Linked DNA regions of Zeugodacus cucurbitae: region 1 is linked to region 2. The links are chromatin contacts, called in public Hi-C maps. All regions are on one chromosome and are shown on one strand. Each heading gives the region's core, a stretch centred on a gene start, on an enhancer-like site or on the middle of the called end of the contact. The rest is flanking DNA. Distances are from core to core; before and after follow the strand shown. Region 1 holds the start of LOC105217344 (putative uncharacterized protein DDB_G0277255). Region 2 holds the start of LOC105215648 (probable serine/threonine-protein kinase DDB_G0267686).

What was found. A called contact is a pair of places that touch in the nucleus more often than the background predicts.
Region 1: a contact with region 2 is called in a Hi-C map of whole body, with 3 times the contacts expected there. The contact joins the promoter of LOC105217344 here to the promoter of LOC105215648 in region 2. A contact is called at or near these places in 2 of 2 Hi-C or Micro-C datasets (both in whole body).

What each region holds. Positions count from the first base shown.
Region 1 is chr6:2,998,168-3,004,812 of idZeuCucr1.2, reverse strand. LOC105217344 (putative uncharacterized protein DDB_G0277255) reads left to right here and starts at 3,003. Exons shown (of 5, transcript XM_054232964.1): 1 at 3,003-4,546. The coding sequence starts at 4,545. The region is part of intron 2 of LOC128922463 (a long non-coding RNA gene); the gene reads right to left.
Region 2 is chr6:2,864,080-2,870,660 of idZeuCucr1.2, reverse strand. It overlaps LOC105215648 (probable serine/threonine-protein kinase DDB_G0267686), which reads left to right and starts at 1,478. Exons shown (of 6, transcript XM_054234878.1): 1 at 1,478-2,094.

The DNA of each region.
Region 1 (6,645 bases), core at 1,754-4,253, 130 kb before region 2:
TTACTCGGGGTGTATGTAGCTTTCAAATGGTGAAAGAATTTTTGAAATCGACACAGTAGTTTTTGAGTTTATTTATTACAAACATACATACAAATCTTTCCTCTTTTTAATAGTAGTATAGATTACCAATGGTCACTTCTAAAATACAGTTGAACTTGTCTAACTCGAATCATCATAATCCACATAAAAACTTCGAGTTAGAGAGCCTTACTTAAGTTACGGAAGGTAATTTGTATGAAATTTGACCACTATTGCCAATTCAAAAGTTTAAGTTTAAGGGAGAACTTCGAGTTTTGAGTTTTTTATACTTTTACTGAGTCAAAAATGACTAAATATGCAAAAATCAACCCCCATTTTAACAGAACTCTTGCAAAGTTAAGATGTTAAGAGCAACAGCTGTTGTTTCTTTGATAGTTAAGTTAACAGTCACACAGTTGCAATGAATGTTAACATACTTTTTAACATGCTTTCGAGTTTTCAGCAGCTTAAAACATGCTTGAGTGATTTTAGCATCAAACAAATCAGTTGTGAGTCTTTTCCATGTCCGACAAGTATACAGCAAACATGTTGCGAGGCAGTTATTTCGCTGACAGTAATTTAACAGTTAACAGCTGTTAGTTAAGACTAGAATGTTAAATAGCAGAAATGCGTTTGATGTATTGCAGCGAATTTTTCAAATGAAGTTGAAAAATGAGAGATCAAGATATCATAATTTTTCAAAAGAGCTGATAACTGAAAAATTGAGTTATGTAATGAATGGTATTGAGTGTGTTTTTTTTTGAGTGGTAAGGAATAAGCGATTTCTTACATTCAGATATATTTACCTATATAAATATGTAGTTATGTAGGTTTATAAGCGTATACGCTTTCTGAGGAGTTTCTGAGGAAAACCAAAGGGAATTCTTTATTAATTTTATTTTTTTAATATTTTTTCATTTCTTACGTCGGGTACACCTCTCAGCCTATAACCTGTTCATGAAGACAATCTTAACAATTTTATGTGGTATTTTTCGCTCTGTGTATATTCGACTTAAGATTTATGTAAAATTCTATAAAATAAAAAACTCGCTTGAAAAGCTTCAATGTATTCTCGAAACCATAACTTCATACCATCAACACTAAACAAAAATTGTTTGGAATACCTTACATAAACAACATAAGCTCTTAGGCTCAAAAGTCTCCATAAGAAATTTGTAGCGAATTCCACAATATTCAAGGCTCTTCCGACCGGCGATAACACTGTTTACACTATACTTGCTACAGCAGTTAATTTCCATGTTGTGATAATAAGTCGAACAAATGAAGACAATACCCGAAAATGATACCACAATAAACATCAAAAACAACAAACTAAACGCCGAAAGTGATTCATGAAAATGAATGAAATAAGAAGAAAAAAGTGATGAAATAGGAAAAAAACTGCGCGTGTAAAAAAGCCGAACAAAATCAAAACAAATACGCTTGATACGAAGAATTTGCATGTAAATTACTAAATATAACATACGCGCTTGGTTCCCCTCCACCACCAAACAATTAAGTCATATAGCAATAACATTTGATAACACAGCGCGCAAATCAAAGTGAGGCAAACGAAAATGTGCAGAAGAGGAAGAAGAAGCAGAAGAACACTAAGTTACTAAGCTCAAAAGTGCGTTATCACTTTATGAGGCCAACCACAAGAGTGCGAAAGACAGAGCGTGCGCTACTCAATGAGCTTGCCGGCGTCTTATTGACGCTATTGAAGGTGGCAATCACAGGGCAGATATCACTGAGAGTTAATCTATATGTATACAGTTATGTGTATGCGTGTGGCGCTGTGGTGCAAAGTGCGATTTCGAAAAATATGCGAAGGCGAATATTTGCGAAAAGCCTGCAAATGACTTAGTCGAAAGGAATGTCAGATACACCTGTTGGAATTGGTTTGTTGTGTGATTAAATAGAGTGCGCTTTATGTAATAACCAATTTGAGAAATGCCGTCATGAAAGTTGAATTTCAACGATTTTCTGCTAACTTTGAGCAACGAAGCGGTTTAAATGAAGTTTTTTGTTGTATTTCAAAAGAATTTTCAACTCATTTGTGATACAATTTGGGATCTATCTGTATATAAGTTTATCACTTGATTTTATGTTTTCGAAGAGTAGAGACTCATTAGGGACTTAGTCATGCTATTTATGAGTCTATATAATATTTTTATGTTAGAATTTGAGTATCCTGTTATGTAAGTTTGTCGCTTAAATCTTTTTGCAGGGACTGGGTTTTAATACTAATTGGAAAACAGTACAGTTTGAGAAGCAGTGTAAATATAGTTCATACTGTCTTACTACATATATATTTTATGATGAAAACAAATGTTCTATCTCTTTTATTACAACAAAAATTTTGAAAATTTTTCCAAAGATTTTCCTTGCTTTCATTAAACTATTTCAAAAATGTTATATAACTGAAAATTAATATTGAAAGCGATATTAAACGCTTTGATTTCAATCCTCTCAATCTAATTCGAAAAAAAAATTGATTTCATTGAATCTACTTGGATCCAATTAGACCCCAAAAACAAAAGGCAGAGCTCGAGTATACTAGTTGTTGTACTGACTTTCCCTAGCTCCCCTAAGGTATCTTTGCAAGAAGAAGAACCACATGCTTAATTTATTTCACTTAAATATCAAGCCGTAGCTACATTTTCAAGCCTAAATTTGAGTTAACTACCGGCTTTTACGATCCAAAGCCCCGAGGTGTTACAACAACTCGCCGAAAACTCAGCCTCCACTCAACAAATAATGAAACTAAGTTGTAAACAGTTAAGGTCGCCAGGTGTAACAGCAACAAAGCACGCATACACGCTCAAAGCGACAACAGACAGCGAGATGTGTGACACTTGGAGCACACCGAATATCGAGCGCCGAGTGCGCCTACCCGCAGCGATAGCCGCCAACGCCGCCGCTATGGTGCCGAACTTCTAACAGCGCTTACACTCGTTCACTGCATATCGGCTATCAGTTAAGTTCGGTTCAATTGTGCACAGCTAAGCTCGACAGCGCGTATCTCATCGATACGTTTAGCGGGTACTTGGGTTAGCCATGCTATTATAATAGCCCCCGAATGTTCGTACATACATACTCGTATGTGGTTCGTGGAGGCACACATACGCTTCGTTTCGTTTTTGATGTTGTTGGTGTGTTTGTGCGGCGCGCACTCCGTAGAATGACCAATTCGTACTCGTAAAGTACGTTCGTACGAAACACGTTGGCTCGCTGGCACACACGTCGTCGTTGTTGCGCCGTTAGGTGGTTCACGTTGTATTGTTGTTGTTGTTGGTGGTTGGTGGTGCTGAGGTCGTTTCGGTCGTCTGCCGTATAACATTACAGGCGATACGATTTCAGCAGTGCAGCCGCAGCAGCGCCAGCACCATCGGAGACAGGCAGGCAGGCAGGCAGCCAAACACAGTCAGGCCAGCAAGCGAGCAGTAGTGAGGCAGCAGCGACGACGGTGTGCTATGAAGCCTCCTCCTCTTTCTTCAGCATTCGATTTCAGTACGAATCCGTATCGTATCGGATTCATTCAACACTGAACAAGACATCTAGCATTTAGTTTGTATTTGGTAAGCGTACGTTTCAGTTCTGTGGCAACTGTCGTCGGGTTAAGAACGTTGGAAACGCTTCAGTTCAAAAAAATTTCACACACACACACACCCATATATATGAAAAAAGCAATGAATTATATTTTAATAAAAAATAAATAAAATCATTTATGAGTAAAAGTTAAAAAAAAAACAACAACAAAAATAAAAATAAAATTAAACGATTTTGTGAAGCAAAATATGAAAACGTGTGAAACTAGTGAAACGCGTTATTTTTGAAAGTGTCAAGATTTAAAGAAAATTCAATTGGAAAAGTGCAAAAATCTAGATATCAAAGTGCATTGCTGAAAATACGAAAATTTATGCAATTTAACGGTATAAAAGTGAAAATTTAGTGTAAAAAACAACGCTGAAAAAACAAAGTGTTTTGCGAAATTTTGAAAAAAAAAATAAATTGAAGATTTTTTAAACAAAAAGTGTAATTCACAGCAACAAAAAATCAGTCACTAAAAAGCATTCAAATTTTGTTCGAAAAATTAGCAAAATATAAATTTTCAGCTTAAAGGTTAAAAATAATATTGAAAATTTTCGAAACATTGCTAAAATTTAAAGCAAAAGTGTAGCACGCAAACGTTTAAAAATAAAAATTAAGAAAAAAAAAACAATTTTTGTTACGTGTCGAAGCAAAGTGCAATAAGTTTGCGGTGATTAATTTTGAAAATTTGAATTTTTTCAAAACAGTTTTTGAAATCTTAAGCGAGTATTGAAAAAAGTGCATACTGCTTTTACATTAGTGCATTAACAAAACTAAAGCAGTGAATTTCAATTGGTTTTGTATATAAATTCAATTTATTTATACAAAAACACAGCCAATGTTGCATTTTTGTGGTGTCGCACAAATAACCAATGTTGGATTATAAATTAAACCCATACATTTGGGGGATACAATGAGGCCAGAAAGATACGATGTGAGTAGAAAAATTCAATTTTATTGTAGTTTAAAAAAATTATTTATGAAAATGTTACAAAACTTTTAGGAAAGAAAAAGTTTTGAAAAAAAATTAAATTTGAAAAAAATTTGAAAAAAAAATTTGAAAAAAAATTAAATTTGAAAAAGATTGCTTTTTTTGAAAAACAAATTCCAAAAAAAAAATCAAATTGTTTTTTAAATAATTTTTCAAAAAAAAATTTTAGGAAAAAAATTAAATTTTGAAAAACCTTTTTTTTTTCATCCACTGTCCATTTTTTTTTAAATTATTTTTCAAAACTAAATTCGTATGGTGTAAATTTTTGTTACGTTAAAAATATATTAGCAAACAAAAACTATTTCCCAGCGCTATCGTGTGTCTTTTGTGTATAGTGGGTATCTAACGTAGTAAGGAGATTAGAAAATACTACGGCATACAAATTAACAGTTATAAAATGTTTGCTAGTAAACAAGTTGTTTATTTATTAAAACAGCAACAATAAATTCCAAGATTTATAGCAAAAACAACACATTAAGATAAATAATAGTAGTAGTACTACTACACGACTACGATATAAGCCCTATTCAAAAAGCTCGTTAGTAGATAGTAAAATTATCGAAAAGATAGTAGACGCATTATTTGTGAAATTCAAATAAGTGGAAACTTTAAATATTACAATAACAAAGATAGATAAAAAGAGCAGAATAAGAGTGATACAATAAATATAGATTTTAAAAAAATATCGGACACAACAAAAAATTGTCACACTTTTGTGAAAAGATTTCATAAAAGAGACTTTGGTTTAAGCAAAATTACTTTGTAGTGTTATATAATTGTAGTTGAAAACAAAAATTAAACTATAACTTCTAAGCTTTATGATTAATTTTATGAAAGCTCACTTGCAATGAAAACTCTTAGAGTGAAAGCTCACATAAAAAATCATAAAATATTGCTAAAATCATCTAAAAAAACCCAAAGCTTTAAACTTTCACTCTTAAGACGAAAAATGGTGAAAGCTCACTTGCAATCAAAGCTCTTAGGATGAAAGCTCGAATGAAAAACCATATTATATTATAAAATCATCTAAAAAATATTAAAAGTTTTAAACTTTCACTCATAATACGGAAAATGGTGAAAGCTCACTTGAAATGAAAGATCTTTGAGTGAAAGCTCACATGTAAAATCATATTATATTGCAAGTTGCGTAAATGAGCGGAAAAAATTGGAACATTTTTAAGGTTCGGGCATATTTTGACATTTGGTGAAGGCTCCAAAAATAGTTTATTATAAATTTCTGACTCTTGTTTTCTTGATTTTCCAAGCAACCCTGCTTACTCACCCCAATAGGCTTTCTTATAAATAACTATGACTGCATATTAAGCTGTATTTAATTTCACAAGGCAGCCACGTGTTGGAAAGCACGTGCGATGCGCCGCACTCAAGCGGTTTACTGTCGGACGTGAGTTTTCCGACATATAACTTACGTTTGATTTTATTTTAAATGCAAAAATATACACTTTATCTCAATAACTATTTGTTTAAATACGTTAACGATGATTATTATGTTTAATTGTGAATTATATGCAGCAATAAAAATAAACGCTTATGAAAATAGTAATAACAATTAACAGCCGTAGCGGTGAGCACACCCCTTTTCAAAAGGGCATTACTCAAAGGCAGGCTCACATAGACATACATACACACAAATATATTGGTAGCGTGTATAAAAATATGCAAATTTTTGTATTTTACACGACACACGGCCTGGCTTGGGTAAAGCAAGCAAGTGAAGAGCAATCAATGTTCAAATGTTGAAACATTAAAAGTGACAGGGTTGCAGTGCGGCGGCAATGAAGTGTATATGAGTTCATGAAAGTATATGAAAATGTGTGGCAAGTAGGTAGTGGCAACAACCCTTTCCGCGATAGTATGCGAGTTGGTTGCATGCCACACTTGCAATGTTGCAGTAGCTTACTCAATTCAGTTTGCTTGAAAGCAAAAAAAAGTATTTTTTAATGCTTAAACGCTGCTGCTCACCATCAAGCACATGTATGCATTTCCAACTGGCCGCTTGTTAGTGCTGTTGTTGTTGTTATTGC
Region 2 (6,581 bases), core at 229-2,728:
TGCGAAGAGCTGTGACTTCGTGGTTATTGGCGTAGCCGATGGCTGTGGCTGTGGCTGAAGACAGTGTGTCGTAAAAGTATGTCTACTAGATCATTAGAATCTACCAGGAAATGAAAAGTGAAGTCGATAGAGGAATCTCATCGCAATTTCTTCAAACAAATCGTCGAAGAAGATTCTTGTCTGAGAAACGTGACCTAAATGGAATAAGGGAATGAAAAGGAACGACATAAGAACTCGAATAGGAGTACTTAAAGGTCACTGTCTGATTGGAAGATACGCCAGTTGCCTGGTGATACCTTACAATGATTACTGTAAAAGCTGCCAAGAGGAGAGGAAGAAGAGACTCCAGTACAACTTCTTCAGCGAATCTAAAGCTCTGTATAGGAAAATAATTGCAACTATCGGTCATGGTTTACTGAAGATGTCTCAGAAGTTGCACAACATTTTGAATTGCCAAGACTATAGAGTGGTTTGGACAGAACATGGTAGTGTGAGGGGATTCCAGTCCCGGTGGTTTCACAATGGGTCTCTTGAAGGCCCAGGTGCGTCGTCCGACATCCACTATAACAACTTACCTACCCATTTACTCATCCAATGTTTCCTGGGAAGCTTTTGGAGTTCTTCTCATGTCTCAGATGAAATTAATTACACTACAAACTCGCCATAAAGACACCAAATTTCTTCGATCTCACAAAAACCCTTCCGTAAAACTTGGGGAGCGTAGGGATCTTGAGAGACAAAATAGTAGACTCAACTAGGAAGCTTAATCTGTCAGTCAAAATGCTCCGTTTGACAGCTGTTATTTTGACACACAATTTATAAGGTTATCGAGCGAAGCTTTTAGGCTTGCAAATAAAATTTCTCGAAAAGCTTAAAACTCGCTGACTTCCGAATTACACCACTGTTTTCTGCTACTACTTTTAAGGTAGCGGTCGCACTCCGCATTAACACTTCGCCACTGCCGACGATGACGATGACGACGTTGCCGACGACGAAAAGTTTCGCCTGTGGTCTCTCCATGCAAGTGCTTCCAGTAGCTTGTATTGCTGCCGTCGTCGCAGCCGCTGTTATTAGCCTGTGCTGTTCATTGCCTTCGTCGAACCATTTCTGCATGCGACGCGGCTGCCGCAAGCCGCAACTGCTCCACCACCACCATCACGACCACTAAATCGGCCGGCTGCCACTCGTGTTTACACTGTCTTTGCGGCGCTGCCACGACACTATTTGACTTTGGTTCGCATTGCGACTGCGTTGCTCCACACGCCAAACACACCACACACACACACGCACACACAGCCGAACGCATGGCGCACTTCATCCACACTGTCGACTTGCTGCCATGCTGCCGCGCAGCCGGGCGCTGGTGGTTAGGCCAGGCCAGGGCAAGAGCAACGATTGACTGACACTACACGTTGTGCGCTTTTTGCCTGCGCCTCAGTTTCGTATCGCATTTAGTTGGGTTCACACACTCCGAACACGCTGTGGAACACCGCTGGCGACAACAACACACAACGCCATCGCCATCATCAACCAACCAGCCAACCAATAACCAGACCGCCGAAGAACGTATTATTAACGAATGTATTGAATGTAGTGCGACGCACTAGCGTACAAGTGAGTGCTAAATGCCAGTGCCAGTGCTAGTGCTAGTGTATTAAGGCTGCCACAGTGATTGTGGATTGTGTGGAAGAAGCCCAGCGCGGTACCACCGTTGCGCCTCAATATTGCGGGCCCGGAATCGCCGTAGTCAATCGTCAGCCGTGTGTCGTCGGTGCGGAGACGCGGCAAAAAAAAATTAAAAATATCAAATAAGCAAACAAGTCAATAAATTAAAAAATAAATATAACCACATATAAATACAACAACAACAACATCAGTGGTGGATGTGTGTCTGTGCATGTGAAAAATATATCGAAAGAAAAGTGTGCAAAGAAAAAGTGAACAACAACAACCATTAACGGATGGGGAAAAAGATAATGAAAAGCAATGCAAAGTGCAGCGTGGAGTGAAGTGAAGTGTCGTGAAGAAGCGTGTCGGCTGAAGCACATACGCGCATACTTACATAGCGCGCCGTAAAGTGGTTAAACTATTAAGGTGAATGTGCCGCACAAAGTTAGTACAAATGCTAGCATGTGCTATTATTATTGTTACTACTTGCTTTAAAAATATTTTTTGTTTTCCATATTTATGAATTGGAAATAAAACTAAAGAAGCAAAGTTAATTTTTTTAAGAAATTAATAAATTTTGTTCAAGGAAGAAGGTGAAATAATCGTGAAGAGCGATAAATAATAAACAAAAATTATATTTATTTAAAGGAAATGGAAAATTCGGTTCGTACTGATAAACATTTAATGCGTTGTCGAGTTAGTTTCAACGAAGACAAAAATATTTTTTTGATTTTTATATATTTTGGCAAAAAATAGTGATTTTTTGGTTTGACCGATCGAATATTCTAAACCATAAATTACAGTTTAAAACCTCTATTATTAGTTTTTTTATGAATATCTTGAATATAAATATTAAAATATTGAAACTCAATACACATTAACTACATAAAAACAAACGGAATTTTACAAATTCGATAACAGAAATTTTATTTTTTATTTTTTTTATTAATTATAGAAAATTGTTTTGAGTACCTTTTCACCACGACTTGAGTTCAGCTTTTTTCAACATTTAGACATTTTCAAAATTTTTTTTCGAATTATTTTTCAAAAGCATATTTTCTAAAATTTATAAAATTATTTTTTTGTTAAAAAAAAGGTCCAACAAGTTTTAAAACGTCTCGAATCGCTTTTCTATGGCGTAAGATTTTATGATTTATGTATATTTTAAGTCTTAGAAGTCAACTAGATTGATAATTGTACCAATGAATCCATAATTTATAGTCCAAAACTCTAATGCACTCAGTATCGGCGCTGATGGTATCAGAGATTCATTTATTCAATATAAATGTTTGCATTTTTCTCGAATTATCGACATTTTTTGAATCAGTTCATTTTAATTATATATATATTTGGCGTAGGAACCGTTTTAAGCGAATCCACCAAATCGCGCCACTCATTCCTCCTTTTTGCTGTTTGGCGCCAACTGAAAACACCAAGTGAAGCCAGGTCACTTTCCAATTGGTCTTTCCAACGGAGTGGAGGTCGGCCTCTTCCGCGGCTGCCCCTAGTGGTTACAGCATCGAACTCTTTCAGAGCTGGGACCCACCGCATTAAAAAAACCTCCCCAATGAAAGACCAAAGAGAGCCTCTTTTTAATTAGTTGAGTTAAATAATCCATTTCTGTTATCGGAAGTCCACCGTGTCTGAGATTGTTTTCATACACCTCCCTAAAAACTTAATATCAACATAATTTGGCTGAAAAAACTATCAAATTAAGCTGACTATTACCTATATATGTAAACGAATGTTATGAGTTACATTTCTATATTTAAAGACTTAATTTCCATAAATTATGATAGCCGTGTAATAAAGACAAAACTAAATAAAACATACGCCAATATGCCAAAGGCCGTTGCCGCAACAATTTAGATAAGCAACAGAAAGCTTTAAATAACAAACGAAAAAAAAAACAAAATATTTCACCCTCAAAGCTAGCGCGAGCAATGAGCAACAGAAACGTATTCAAATCACCCTATTCCTTTCAGACTACTAATACAGCTACTATTACCTGGCGAAAAGCCGCTTAAGAGCCAGCCAGTGGCCAAGTAGGACACAAACAGGACTAAACAGTTATAAAACAAAAATCTCAAAGAACTAACAGTGAGCTTTTACTATACATATACCATCCTATGTTCTTTGTAAAAATGGTTTGTAATGAAAATGAAAGATTTGAAAATACAATTATTTATCGAAACTTACATTCCTTGAACTTCGATTCTTCTTTCAGAACTCCAAAAAAATATCTTAAAATTCGTTAAAGTAGTATAAAATCATCCCTGCAGGGTCTGCTTAACTTTAAAAGTTGGGCATGTGGGTGTAGACATATCATTCATATTTTTGCCTAACTCCAATGCCTGAAACTCAATCGACATTCTCCTTAGACTGTCTGTCCTTAGTAGTAGTAATGGTGGCGGTGGTCCGTGTTCAACGATTTAATCGAGCATTGTCACTTTCACTAAACTATGCAGCACTTAAGCACATAAGCTAACACAGCGAGAACCCCCAACCAGAAGCCCAAAACTTTACCTCCCACTTTTTACACAATATTCTGCCTTTCATTTGGTCCCTTGGCAAAGCTAGCGTTATTGAAGTTCTTAAATTACAATGACTAACCAGTAAGTCAACCACCACTTACTTATGAAAATATGCCCGTTTAAGTAGTGGAAATGACATGTCTATTCCTGGATTTAACGCTCCTTGGCTTTGGCTATACACGCTTTTGGGTTTGGTGAGGTATTTTTATGCGTTTTTTCTGCTGAGTTGCTTTTTCAAAGGGCTTTTAAATGCTTTGTGAAATAGTCCGTTGCATGTTTTGAGTTGCTATTTGATTGAAGTTCAGAAAACAATATAGATTTCGCTTCGGTCTTTAATGGGTAAGGGATGGGTGTATTACTTTTCGGCTTTCTAAGTGGCGTAATAACTGTCCATGTGACTTTAGATAAGATCGCCAAAGCGTGTCAGTCATCACTTCGTGTTTTTTATGTTTGTGAAGTCAGGGATACCTAAACTAATGTAAGATTTGCCAAAGGGTGATTTAATAGATCTTTAGGGGTCTGATGGATGAAACTAGATTGAGTTCTTTATATTTGATTTGAAGGTTTATAGTATAAAAGTCCAATCTCCCCAGTTTCTGAATATGCTTCGAAGCTTTAGAATATCATTTCGAAACAAAGGATAATAGGACTACCGAGAAAGTTTCTAAGTGTCCTAAGTCTTCAGGACACTAAGTGAAAAAAGAGCTATAAAAATGTACGTTAGTATTAGCATAGAAAGGGAATAAGAAATTAAAAAGCTATATATTGTTCGATTGAATCTCATTTTCGCAAATAAACCGACTTTAAGGAATCATTGATATATTGACTACTGTCAGATACTAACATATAATATCTGATAATATTCAGTGACTTCAAAAGTCATTCCCAAAATGTCCCCCAAAAGTTCCAAATATACCAACTGCTTCAATTTTGCACGTGACTACAACACACCGGTCAGCTGTTTACGACTTTGACGTTTGGCGAAAAATTGCGCTCCCGTTGTTAGCAGTTTCTCTCTCTCTTTAAGCGCCCTCTCTCTCTCTCTCTCACACACTTTCTCACGCTGCACAGCACTTTCACGCTCGCTTTTCCGCTTTGAGCCTTGCGATGTGTCACTTTTACGCTTAGCGCGCTCTCCACAAACTGCCGCTCAGCAAAATGCTTGTTATGTGCTTGCTCTCTCGCATTAACTGTATGTGAGTGTATGTCACAGCGTTGCTTTATAAAAACACACCTGTGTTCTGAGTGGGTTGCGAAGACTGTCGTCGGCAGCATGATAACTAAACGCCGTTAATTTGTTGTTGGTAGTTTGAGAAAATGGTGAGAGCGCAGCAATGTGGAGAAGAGCAACAGCAAACGGTAGCAGCGCAACGAAGCAACGAGGATGCCAATAGTAGTCCACACAAAATAATGTACTTTTTTGACATTTGTGTTATTTCGTGACACACAAATCAATTTCGTCGTCGTTGTCGTTCGGTTCGGTGTGTTACGTGAATTTTTCCAAGCGAAACGATGCGCTGAAAAAACAGTTATTGCAGTGAAAATTTTCAGCTTAAGTGCAGTCTAAAAATGCTAGTTAACCGTTAATTTATAAGCTTAGAGTTTGTGGTTGGAGCGTCCTTCGAAATTTGTGGATTTCAGTAAGAATTTTGCTTGAAATCCTTGCGTAAGTGAGACGTGCCTTCGTTCGCAGTGTTTGCTGAAAAAGTGTTAAAGCGTTGTCGGCAATAGTGACACAATTTTCACGCACACACGCGTACAAACTGAGGCAGGTAAAGTGTTATGCGAAAACCGCACGATTTTTTGTGGGTCTCCAACGACCGCTGGCGGATATCGGAAGCGGAAGTTGCTGCGAAATTAGTGTTGGGTTGTGTGTTTGACTGAATATATGACACTAAAGTTGTTGGTAAGTAAACGAAAAGTGCGTTAAGCAGCTGACTAAGCTGGTTCTGTGCCTTAAATAAGCATTGAACTGCATTTTGATAGTAATATCTAGTAATATAAGTGTCTTAATAGCTTGCCTCTAGTTCAACAGCAACTTGCAACACATATTCGCAGTGACCTGTCAGTTTGCTGTGCGCTCCACGCAAAGCCTCACACCGAGATCGGGCATGCGAGAGCCAACAACACACACACACACACAAGTAAAGGAACACACCACAAAGCAAACACGCCAAGTGCCATATCGTGCAGTTGTGGTTGCTCATACCACACAGCGCACCACTGGGACTGCCACTGCCGCTGGTGCTACTGCCACTGCTGCTTTGCTAATCGATTTTGTTTCCGGCATTTTTCACGTGGTCTCAGCGCCAACCACTCTGCTGCCTTCACTCATTTGCTACGCTGATTGTTGTTATTGTTGTTGCTGACTGTTTTGGC